Regions from separate parts of the Sus scrofa genome. Here region 2 is linked to region 1. Evidence: chromatin contacts called from public promoter capture Hi-C data. All regions are on one chromosome and are shown on one strand. Each heading gives the region's core, a stretch centred on a gene start, on an enhancer-like site or on the middle of the called end of the contact. The rest is flanking DNA. Distances are from core to core; before and after follow the strand shown.

Region 1 (5,716 bases), core at 1,898-4,397:
AGATTAAAGTGTTAAACTTTTCACAGATGATAGAGGTGAAAATCTTCAAGATCTAGGGCTACATTAAGAGTTCTTAGGTGGAATTCCCACTGTGGGCAGTGGAAACGATTCCAACTACTATCCATGAGGAGGACTCGGGTTCCATCCCTGGCTTCACTCAGCGGGTTAAAGGATCTGGTGTTGCCACGAGTTGTGGTGTAGGTCACAGATGTGGCTTGGATCCTGTGTTGCTGTGGCTGTGGTGTAGGCTAGCAGCTGCAGCTTTGATTTGACCCCTTGCCTGGAAACCTCCATATGCTGTGGGGTTAGCCCTAAAAAGCAAAAATATATATACGCACATACACACACACACACACACATATAAACCCACATACATGTACATATATACACATACACACGCACATACTCAAGCAAACCAGAATTATCCAAAAATTTTCTCAATCTTACCTGAGATTCTTTTAATGCTTGCTTTCCCCACCAAATTGGGTTGGTATCAACTATGATTACTAGAAGATTCAATTCATCTTCTGAAAATATTAACAAAAAATAAAAAATATTAGTCTGATAAAAATGCAATAAAGCTAAGATTCTCAATTTGTAAATTAAATTCAGGGCAGGCACCACTACAAGCCTTTACATGTTTATCATCCTACAGTGAGATTAACAGAAGTCCAAGTTCTTTTAAAGAGTTAAAGGAGTTCCCGTCCTGGCACAGTGGTTAACGAATCCGACTAGGAACCATGAGGTTGCGGGTTCGGTCCCTGCCCTTGTTCAGTGGGTTAAAGGATCTGGCGTTGCCGTGAGCTGTGGTGTAGGTTGCAGACGCGGCTCGGATCCCACGTTGCTGTGGCTCTGGCGTAGGCTGGCGGCTACAGCTCCGACTCGACCCCTAGCCTGGGAACCTCCATCTGCTGCGGGAGCGGCCCAAGAAATGGCAAAAAGACAAAAATAAATAAAATTAATTAAAAAAAAAAAAAAAAAAGAGTTAAAGCTTGGAGTTCGTGGCCAAGAGGTTAAAGATTTGGTCTTGTCACTGCTGTGGCTCAGGTCACTGCTGTGGCGCAGCTTTTATTCCCATCCCAGGAACTTCCCCATGCTGCAAGTACAGTCAAAAGGAAAAAAAGTTAAAGCTCTGTGGTCCCTTAGCAAGCTCTTGCTTGCCTTCCGTACATCTACACCTTTCAGGCACTAGAATGTAAGCTCTGTGATGGGGATTTTTTGTCTGTTTTGTCACTGCTTATCCTCTGATCCCAGCACACTGCCTGGCCAGTGGTGGATGCTTAATAAATGCCCATTATATAAACCCGAAGATAAAATGCAGGACAGAGGCAATGATTAATCAGTAGTAAGATCTCTAGTAATAGAATTGCAGGTATGGGGCAGGAAAGGGTGGGAGGTTTCAAGGCAGAGAATCAATATAGCTTCAACTCCTTCAAATCACCTAGCAGCAAAGCCAATTATAATAATGTACCTATCTCTAAAAGGTGAAAACCAGAGGGAAAAGCAACTGCTATGTAAGAATTCCACTGTGAAAGGAATTAGGCTACACTCCAAAGTGACAGACATAGCTAATGAGGCTAATTTAACTCATTAATTCAGTTAAATATTTACACTAAGTACCAGTGTCAAGTGTTGGGGATACTGGGTCCCACTACCAAGGAGCCTACGTTATAACTGAGGTGACAGACATGAACCCTGCCAGCACACAATGGTAATTAAAAACCCAGGATGCTCACTTAACAGCAAAAAGCAAAAATGCCTTCCCTGTCCTCATACCGTCCTTCCTCCAGTTTCATCTCCTGATTAGGATAATCTCACCTCATCTTTTCTGCTTACATATTCAAATCATCTTTATTCCCCAAGGCCCCAAATCAATGCTATCTCTTTCTCCAGAAGCCCTCCCCAGATATTCCAACAGTTCCTGGCTCCCCCATCTCCAGAGAATGGAAATGCCAGCCCCTCTAATGAGGTTCCAGCACATGTAATCCTATCACTCCATCTCATGCTGACAACAATACAACGAGGGACTTATTGCTATCTTCCATCAATTATAAGATATACAACCTTTTTTTTTTTTTAACATTTGACAGTTGCTGAAATCAGCATGGTATCTTACTATCATGACTGACCACATTCTATTTTCTCTCTTAGTGGTATATAAAATAAAATAAAAGCACATTTCATAATCAATATCTTCTTAGACTCAATGAAACTTCTATTTTGCAAAAGAAAGTAACTTGATCTAAATCACACGGCCTTCCAGCAAGGAGCAGAGCCAATACCCAGCTCTGAAGACACATCCGCTGGACTCTTAAAGACCGTGGCTTTTCAATGCCCCCCTGCCTACTTCTGACCGCCCACAGCATTCCCCTCTTCTAATGACAGTACTCACTAGCTCATTTTACAGTTAGCTGTGTTTCTGATCTCTCTTCCCAACTCTGCCCTCCAAACCCTGGACTCCTTAACGAGGAATGTGTAAATCACACAACAAAGTGCCTAGCACAAAGCAGCACTTAATAACTCTCACAGGCCCTCATTCCTCTGACCATAAATCTTTGGCCTTAGTTCCCATCAAGCCCCATCCCACAATTCTCAGGGCCATACGTTCCTTGCTACTATCAAGCCTGGAAAAAAAAGAAATTGTTACCTGTCAGGAGAGATGTGTAGCTATACACATGGAATGTCCCTGTGAATTTCTTTCTTTGGGTCTCCACCTCCTTATTTGTAGACAGAGACCACACCAGGTCGGCCTCCCTCACAAGATTGTTATACTGATTAAAACACTTGAAGGATGCATGGACAACTGCTACGACCCCAGAGCATAAAGAAACGCCTGGAATACAAGAGGCGCTCCAAAAATATTTACTAAATGAATGAATGCATTCGCTACTTCTCTAAAGATCAAACAGGTTCCACCCAGCCCCTAAGATAAACTCCATTTGGTTGATGCTGGCCGGGCAAACTCTGCCCAGCCCAGGGGTCCGGGTCCCGCCAGCGCAGCCCTCACCGTCTGAGACCATGGCGGCCAGTGTCCCTCAGCGTATCGGCAGCTGCTGCCAGGCGAACCTCCCAGATTCCGCTTGCCCCAACTTCCGGCGCCACCGAGTGACGTAAAAAGAGTCTTGGCTCAGGCAGCAAGCCCTTATCCACGGCCCCGCCCTCATGGCGCCGGAAGTGGAGTGCGGCGCTGCACCGCGCACTGTCAGTTTCTGTGACTTGGGGTCCGCGCGGTCGCACGACACAGCAAGACATCGCGTGTGGTTCTCGGTCCTTTGCGCTCCGCGGTCCGGAGGGCACCATGGATGACAAGGGTAAATCGGAACGCGACGGGCCTGCTGGGCCAAAGCGGAGACGCGCAGGGATCCCTTCACCTCGCACACCCAGACTGAGTTCCGAGAGTGGTCACTTTTCGAGCTCTGGCTCTTTGGCTGGATGTAGTTCTTCTGGTCACAACTAGAACCCTCTCGCTGCTCCTGTATCCAGGGAATAGGTCCTGGGGGCATCCCTGGACACCCCCTCTCCCAGGCTTCCAGTGCCCTCTTCCGAAAAAGTGAGACTTCGGACGAAGTGTGCAGGTCTTCGAAGTCTTGATTTCCTCATATGTGAAGTATGAGTTAGACTCCCTGCCCTGTTGGATCTGGTACTAGAATCAAAAGGCGTTTCTGTGTTCATCTAGTGTGGTTATGAAAGTGTTTTATTAAGTGAATAAAAATAACTAATATATAGTACCTTTCATGTGAAAAAATTAGAGAAAGGTGGACCTTTGCATACACATGCACATACATATGTATGTAAGCGAATAGGCTTTACTTGGCATACACTATCTGGAGGGGTGCAGAAGAAATCGGTAAGGTGGTTGGTTCTGGGATTCTTTTTGCACTTGGGATCAAGAATAAGGGAGAGGAGTTCCCGTCGTGGCTCAGTGGTTAACGAATCCAACTGGGAACCATGAGGTTGCGGGTTCGATCCCTGGCCTCGCTTAGTGGGTTAAGCATCCTGCGTTGCCGGTGAGCTGTGGTGTAGGTCGCAGAGGAGGCTCCGATCCCGCGTTGCTGTGGCTGTGACATAGGCCGGCAGCTACAGCTCGGATTAGACCCATAACCTGGGAACCTCCATATGCGGAAGGTGCGGCCCTAGAAAAGACAAAAAAAAAAAAAAAAAAAAAAAGTAGAAAAAGGGAATTCCCTTGAAGTGCAGTGGGTTTAGGAACTGGTGTTGCTACAGCAGCTCCGGTCACTGCTGTGGCCGGGGTTGGATCCCTGGACTAGGAATTTCCACATGCTGCTGGCACATCCAAAAAAAAAGAAAGATTAAGGGGGAGAATGACCTTTCACTATCATTTGGTGGAGCTTAAATTTTATGCCATTGTACATGGATAGCTTTTTCAAAATGACTGAGAAAGCTTGCCAATAGTAAAGTGATGTCATCTCTAGTCCTATCAAAATTGATGTGCCCCTGAAGCCAAACACCCTGCAAAGAAAATATATACATTTATATTTTTTTTCTTTTTACAGCCAAAGCTTGCAGCAACACCAGGTCTGTAACCCACTGAGGGAGGCCTGGGATCAAACCCACATTTTCACAGAGACAACGTCAGATCCTTAACCCACTGGGCCACAACAGGAACTCCAGAAAATAATTTTTAAATTAGCTTGTTTTTTAAGCTCAGCAGTCATTGATAAACTCTTGTCGTCCATCCCAATAAATCACCTTGATAAGCCACTGTTTTATCCCTTCGCAGAGTTAATTGAATACTTTAAGTCTCAAATGAAAGAAGATCCTGATATGGCCTCAGCAGTAGCTGCCATCCGGACTTTGCTGGAGTACTTGAAGAGAGATAAAGGTAAAGAGTGTCATCCTCAATCACTCTGGGTGTGAGGAAAGTCTGCTCATCACCATTAGAAGTGTAAAGCGAGAGATGTATATAAGATGCCTGCATAAGGTGCCATATGCTCAGCTTCTCCCTTCATTTCAGTCCTCTTAACATGAAGAGAGCTCTCTAACTATCATCAAATGGGGGGCATTTCACAAATGAAATTTGTTCTGAATCAAGAATGACCATTTTATACCAAGTTACTATGAAGCTTAAATTATAGCAGTAGTTCAACTTTACTAGTGTTTATTGAGCTTCTGTCTTGTGACACATTCTGTGCAGTTGCTATAGAGAATGTTCCAGTATAAATTCTGGTTTTCATGTCATCATTGTGATTACTACTAATTCACGCATCCTAAATGTGAGTATCTGGGTATAAGCAAAATAATAATAATAGTAGAGCCTTCTTTAATGTAAAGGGCTGGCCCAGGAGTGCTGTGGTAGCCTAGCAGATTAAGGATCTGGTATTGTCACCAAAGTGGCTGGGGTCACTGCTGGGGCACAGATGTGATCCCTGGCCCAGGAACTTCCATATGCCGAGAGCAGCAGCCAGAGAAACCCAAAAACAAATAAAAAAAAAATTAAGGGCTGGCCTAGAGATGCATATCTCTAAGACAGCATCCAGTATCTATGACATCTAAACACCTAAGCCTTACCTGCACCACCTCGCAGGCCTCTCCTGATGCTGCTATTTAATTTCCTTCCATACTGTCCCTTACTGAATTATGCTTCCCTCTGGCCTCTTTGTTTCTCATACTACGTTTGTTCCCATCTCTGGGCCTTCAATTTGTTATAGTTTGCATCTGAGACTTTTCCCACTGGATCTCTATGTGGCTGGACCCT
Region 2 (5,716 bases), core at 1,539-4,038, 280 kb after region 1:
TGGGTAGTGGGGGATGGGGAGTGACTGCTGTTAGGTATAGATTTTCCTTTTCAGATGACAAAAATGTTCTAGAATTAGATAGTGGTGGTGATGATCACAAAACTCACTGAACTGTTGAAGTGTGTGTGTGTGTGTGTGTGTGTGTGTGTGTGTGTGTGTGTGTGTGTGTGTGTGCATATATATATATATATATATATATATATATTTTTTTTTTTTTTTGGTCTTTTCTAGGGCCGCACCTACAGCATATGGAGGTTCCCAGGCTAGAGGTCTAATTGGACCTGTAGCTGCTGGTCTATGCCACAGTCACAGCAACGTGGGTTCCAAGCCACATCTGCAACCTACACCACAGCTCATGGCAATGTCAGATCCTTAACCCACTGAGCAAGGCCGGGGATTGAACCTGCAACTTCATGGTTTCTGGTAGGATTCGTTGACCACTGAACCACAACAGGAACTCCCTGAACTGTATATTTTATTTTATTTTATTTGGCTGCACCAGTGGCATGCAGAAGTTCCTGGGCCAGAGATTGAACTCCCACCATAGCAGTATCAACATCTCGAATCCTTAACCACTTAAAAGGATAAATTTTATACTAAGTAAACTAGATCTCAATTAAAAACAAAAGGAAAAATATTTTTCAATAACGATTAGTGAGGGGGATGGTGGGCAGCATGTTAAAAACACAACATAGAAAGAAAAGAGCCCACAGCATCTGTAGAAGGGACTGAGGCAGGCCACAGAGATCTGGATTCTTGCTGCAAGGAAATGGAGGTTTTGTCAAACAGCTGGCAGGTGATGGAGCCAGAATGAATACCTTATGAGTCCAATTCTTGTAGTTTCTAGCCCTTCACTGGTTCAACAGGAAAATCGCTAGCTATCATGGCTACTGAGCACTTGACCTGTGGCCAGTCTGAATAAGGATGAGCTGTAAGGGTAAAATACAGTTTGGGTTTTGAAGAGTTTAGTATCATAAAAAAGAATGTAAAGTATCTTAATAATTGCTTTATATTCATTATGTATCAAAATCATACCATTTTGGGGTATATTATGTTAAATAAACTATGTTATAATTGAGATTAATTTCACCAGTTCTTACTTTCTAAAATGTGACTACTAAAACTTTTAAATTATTTGCGTGGCCTGCAATACTTTTCTTTTAGACAATGCTACTCTAGAGTACTGGTCCTCTAGAGGCAGGGTAGCAAAAGGGTGATATTAATTTATTCGTGAAAAAAATTTCACTGAGCATTCTTAAAAAAAAACGTGTTTTTTTTTTTTTTTTTTTTGTCTTTGTCTTTTTCGGGCTGTACCCGTAGCATATAGAAATTTTCAGGCTAAGGGGTTGAATCAGAGCTATAGCTGCCAGCCTATGCCATAGCCACAGCAGCTCAGGATCTGAGCCGAGTCTGTGACCTACACTACAGCTCACGGCAATGCTAGATCCTTAACCCACTGAGCAAGGCCAGGGATCGAACCTGCATCCTTATAGATACTAGTCGGGTTTGTTGCCGCTGAGCCATGATGGGAACACCTAAAAAATTTTTTTTTATTATAGTTGATTTACAATGTTCTTGTCAATGTCTGCTGTACAGCAAAGAGCTCAGTCATTCATACATATATACATACATACACACATATATATATATACTTACACACACTTCTCACATTATCTTCCATTATGTTCTATCACAAGCGATTGGATATAGTCCCCGGTGCCTAACAGCAGAATCACTGAACATTCTTGGCTGAACCAGCCTAAAGCTTATCACAAGGGGTGCTGAGAAGGGAGTGTCACCTGTACCTTCATTCCTAAAGGGATGGAGGGAAGGCATGGATGGTGTCCCTTTGCTTTCAGGCAAAAAGGTTGATGCCTTCCTCAGTAGATCCGGATGTATCTGAATGTCTGTGGCTAATCAAAAAAATTCGGCAAAGCATGGCGATTACAAAGGGCAGAAAAGGGTGGGCATCTCTTGTATTTTGACAAGATTTACTATTCAAGCAGAACTCCAAGAAATAATACCTTCAAAAGCTTCATCACCTAATGCAAAATACATTTGGTGATTGTGTTTCAGTCAGATCTGAGAAGTGGGCTGGGGTGGGGGTAGAGGAGAGTCAAAAATTGCAAAAAAATTCTCCAGGAGAGAAGAAACTTTGTCAAGTTTATTCTGTATCTTTAGCACCTGGAACAGTGCACCGCACACAGTAGGCGCTTCTTAAGTATCTGAATGTGTTAAGATGCAAAATTGTGTGAATGTTCGGGTGTATTTTCCAGGGGAGGAGGCTGCTGGCTTTTGTACAGTCTCAAAGGTGTCTAGGCCCCTAAAGGGTTAAAACCACTTAATACCGACAGGGACGTGAAATTTATTTGAAATCAATGTCAAAAATTGGTTGTTCTTACTCTGGGGTGTAGCCAGACCTTGGCGTCTGGAAAGATCTACGCGCTTAAAAATACCACTCGCCACCATTTTCTCCAGGTAATTTTCCATCCCTGCCCCCACAGTCCAGGGGGAAAAAAGTAATTCTGCAATCCTACCTAGCTATTAAAAAAATTAATCGGTAAAAGAACAAATCTTCAGGCGCCGCCTGCGTAGAAGAAGAAAGGGACCCACGCGGGCCTCGGGCGCCGCCGGGACCCCAGCCCCCCAAACTTTGCCAAGTTGCGGGCGCCGAGCGCGCCCGGAGGCGCGGGGCGCGGCAGCGGGCGGAGCCGCCCCCTGACGCCGGGCCGCGGCGCGCCGGGCCGCCCCCTCCCGGCCCGGGCCGGCCCCGCTGGCTCCGCTCAAAGTTTGCGGCCGCCCCTGCGCCCGCGCGCCCGCCCGATGTATGGGTGATATACTGCAGCGGGTGTCAGGGTGAGGGACGGCCATATTTGCCGGTGCGGCCCGAGCCGTCAACAACAAAAAGTGCGCGGGAGCTCGGCGGGCGCACGGACGGGCGCACGGACGCCGGGGCCGCCTCGCCGCCGTCCGGCCTCGCCGCCGCCGTCGCCCTCGCGGGCCTGGCCCCGCTGCGCCCCGGCGCGCCCCGCCGCTCGGGGGGATGTCTTACAAACCGAACTTGACCGCGCACATGCCCGCCGCCTCCCTCAACGCCGGTAAGTGAGTGCGCCCTGCGGGCCGCGTGCGCCGCGCCCCAAGTGCGGCCAAGTTGAGGGCCCGCGCGCCCGGCCCCGGCCCCGGCTCCCGGGGACCCGCGGCGGCCGGGGGTGGCAGGCACCGGGTCCCGGCCCGGGGCAGCGGGGCCGCCGCCGCCGCCGCCATGATTCTGGCGCCCACGCCGCCAAAGTTCGCTGGTGCGCCCTGTGCCGCGCCGGGCCTCGGGCCGGGCCGGGGCCCGGGGCGCTGGCTGCCGCCGCGGTCCCCCCCACGCCGGCGGCTGAGGGCTCGCGGGGAGCGCGGCGAGCGAGGGCGGGGGAGGCTTTCTCGGCTCCGTTTTCCTCCGGCTTTTGGGCGGCTCGGCGAGGGCCCCTGCCGGCGGGAGTCGGGAGCGGCCGGGCCGCGCGGGGAGCGGGGCTCCGGGAGCGGGGCGCGGGCCGCCCTTGGGGAGCGGGGGTCAAGCCCGGGCGGGGGCCGAGACTGCTGCGTGCACGTGAGCAAGGTTAGGCCACGCGCGGCAGCGCTGCGGGGTGGCGAGCGTGCCAAGTGCAGCCCGCCCTGAGGGCCCGGGGCCGCTGGGGTCACCGGCGGTGCAGGGGACATCATCGGTGGCGGCTCGGCCTGGCGCGTGGGAGCGGGGTGCCCAAAATGGGGCTCGCGGCAAGGTCCCCTCAGGCGTGTGCGGCAGAATGAGCGAAGTTGAAGACCCGGGGTTTCGGAGTGCCTGCAGGCGGAGGGTGGGGGCGGCATTTCGGCCTGGGGCCCGCATTTCGGGGCCCCGCATCTTGAGCCCCCAACTCTGGGTTTGGAAGGTCCCCTCCCGCAGAAGCCTAGGGGCCGTCCTCTCCCTTCCTTGGGGCTGGAACTGGACGGTCCCAGGAAACTCCTCCAGAAGTTGTCAGGCAGCTTTAGGCTGTGTCCAGGGTCTCCTCCCAAGGACGAAAGGCACCGGGGGGAGGGGAGGGTAAAATTGTGGGGTTCGGGGGTGATTTGCTCTTTCCCTTCACTATAGCCCTTCTCCTTTGGACTCTTGGTGGGAAACAAACTTCCAAAAAGCTAGGCGCGTGGGGGCGTGGGGGGGTGTGATTGGCGGGGAGGAGACTGGCGTCTCTGGTCCGAAATGCCACGCTGGCAGTTGTCCGAAAGTTTTGAGCCTTGTCTCCAAATGGTTGACTCCATAACTCCAAAAATCCTATAGGGGACCCAGAAAAGCAATGCATGTAAATAAATAAATATTTATTTATTTTTTAACTTCTTAGACACAGATTGGGGAGTGGAAAGGGTTAAGATTCAGGATGTGATTGGGTGGGGGATAGCTAAGTTGGTCAAATGTGGGCTCTAAGCCTCAAGAGCAAACAGCCACTATTTTCTCTTCAAATGTTCTCACCTCTTCTGGGGTCTGCAAACCTTATAAAGACAAGCTTTGCTGCCTGTAGTATTTCTCACTGCCTCCTTCATCTGACTGTGGTAAGGATGGAGGGTCTTGCTGCTGCCTGTACAGGTGGGATATCTCAGGCCTGCCCTGGTACAGCTGAGGCAGGGACCCTAAACTGGGACCTTTGGGGACTGGGGTCACGGTGGCAGAGGCAGCCACTCAGCACCCCTGAAGTCCTGTTCTGGGCTGGCTAGCACCTGTGCACAGATTTTCTTCTTTCTCCTCTGGTGAACTCCAGGAGGAGTGCTGAGGTCCCCAGATCTGTGGCAGGCTGCTCCCCTCCCTGTGGACCCCTTTGGAAAGCCCGATCTCCCCCTGCCATTTGCATCCAAGATGGACTCTCCGCTGCCGCTCCTCCGGCTTCCTTGTCATCATCCCTCACGCCCTCCAGCCCTGCCTCCTGCTCGCGAGTTGCCAAGCCGCGGCCTGGCCGGCAGTGGCAGTGGCTGAGTTAGACAAAGCCCCTGCCTCCCCGCCAGAGAGCCCCCCCAGGCGCCCCAAGTGGCGGGAAGGCCGCCAGCTCCCCAGGCCCAGGCTGCTCTTTGTCTGGCGTGGGGGTGGGGAGCCGCGCCTGGCCCCAGGAGCTGCTGGCCTCTGCCAATCCCTCCCTCAGCTCTGGGCCCTCCCTGGTCCCCCGCACACTGCGCACATTGTCTGCGATGCTCCGAGACGGCCGGCCAGCCGTGCTCACGCCCAGTCTGGTTTTCTCCGTGGCCTTCGGCAGCCGCTGGCCCTCCCTGTATCTGCGGGAAGGAGTGGGCATGAGTGGAACTCAGGGCCCTTCTGCAAACTCTCCCTAGGGCCACAGATACCCTCCCCGCCAACAGCAAGTGAGGCCACTGATTCGGGGTCCCTACCACATCACCCAGGGCAAGTCAAGCCCTGGGCTGTTTCCCATCTCCCCCTCCCTCCACACCCCTAACCAAAACGTGGGGGCTCTCCTTCCTCCCTCTTCCCAGAGCTCCCCTAAGACCTAACCCCAGCATTGCGGAGGAGTAGGAGCTAGAGCCTTTAGACATTCTGTTAGGAACCATTGCCTCAAACTGACGGATAAACTGAGGCCCAGAGAGGGAAGGGCCTTGCCTTAAGTCACACAGCTGAACTGGCTCCTAGTCCAGGCCCTTGCCTGTAGGAGAGAAGGTGGGGTCAGGGAGGCAAGAAATGCAAAACAGCAATAAGAGG

Evidence for each region. Promoter capture Hi-C pulls out the DNA fragments that hold promoters and counts their contacts.
Region 2: a promoter capture Hi-C map of liver shows a contact between it and region 1, with 5 times the contacts expected there. The contact joins the promoter of CDK2AP1 here to the promoter of EIF2B1 in region 1. A contact is called at or near these places in 2 of 5 promoter capture datasets (fetal liver and liver) and 1 of 2 datasets of contacts at active chromatin or transcription factors (alveolar macrophages).

What each region holds. Positions count from the first base shown.
Region 1 is chr14:29,352,350-29,358,065 of Sscrofa11.1, forward strand. It overlaps EIF2B1 (translation initiation factor eIF-2B subunit alpha), which reads left to right and starts at 3,148. Exons shown (of 9, transcript XM_005670583.3): 1 at 3,148-3,311; 2 at 4,742-4,843. The coding sequence starts at 3,299. It overlaps GTF2H3 (general transcription factor IIH subunit 3), which reads right to left and starts at 3,116. Exons shown (of 13, transcript XM_021072258.1): 1 at 3,008-3,116; 2 at 448-527. The coding sequence starts at 3,020.
Region 2 is chr14:29,628,296-29,634,011 of Sscrofa11.1, forward strand. It overlaps CDK2AP1 (cyclin dependent kinase 2 associated protein 1), which reads left to right and starts at 2,789. Exons shown (of 4, transcript NM_001190166.1): 1 at 2,789-3,098. The coding sequence starts at 3,044.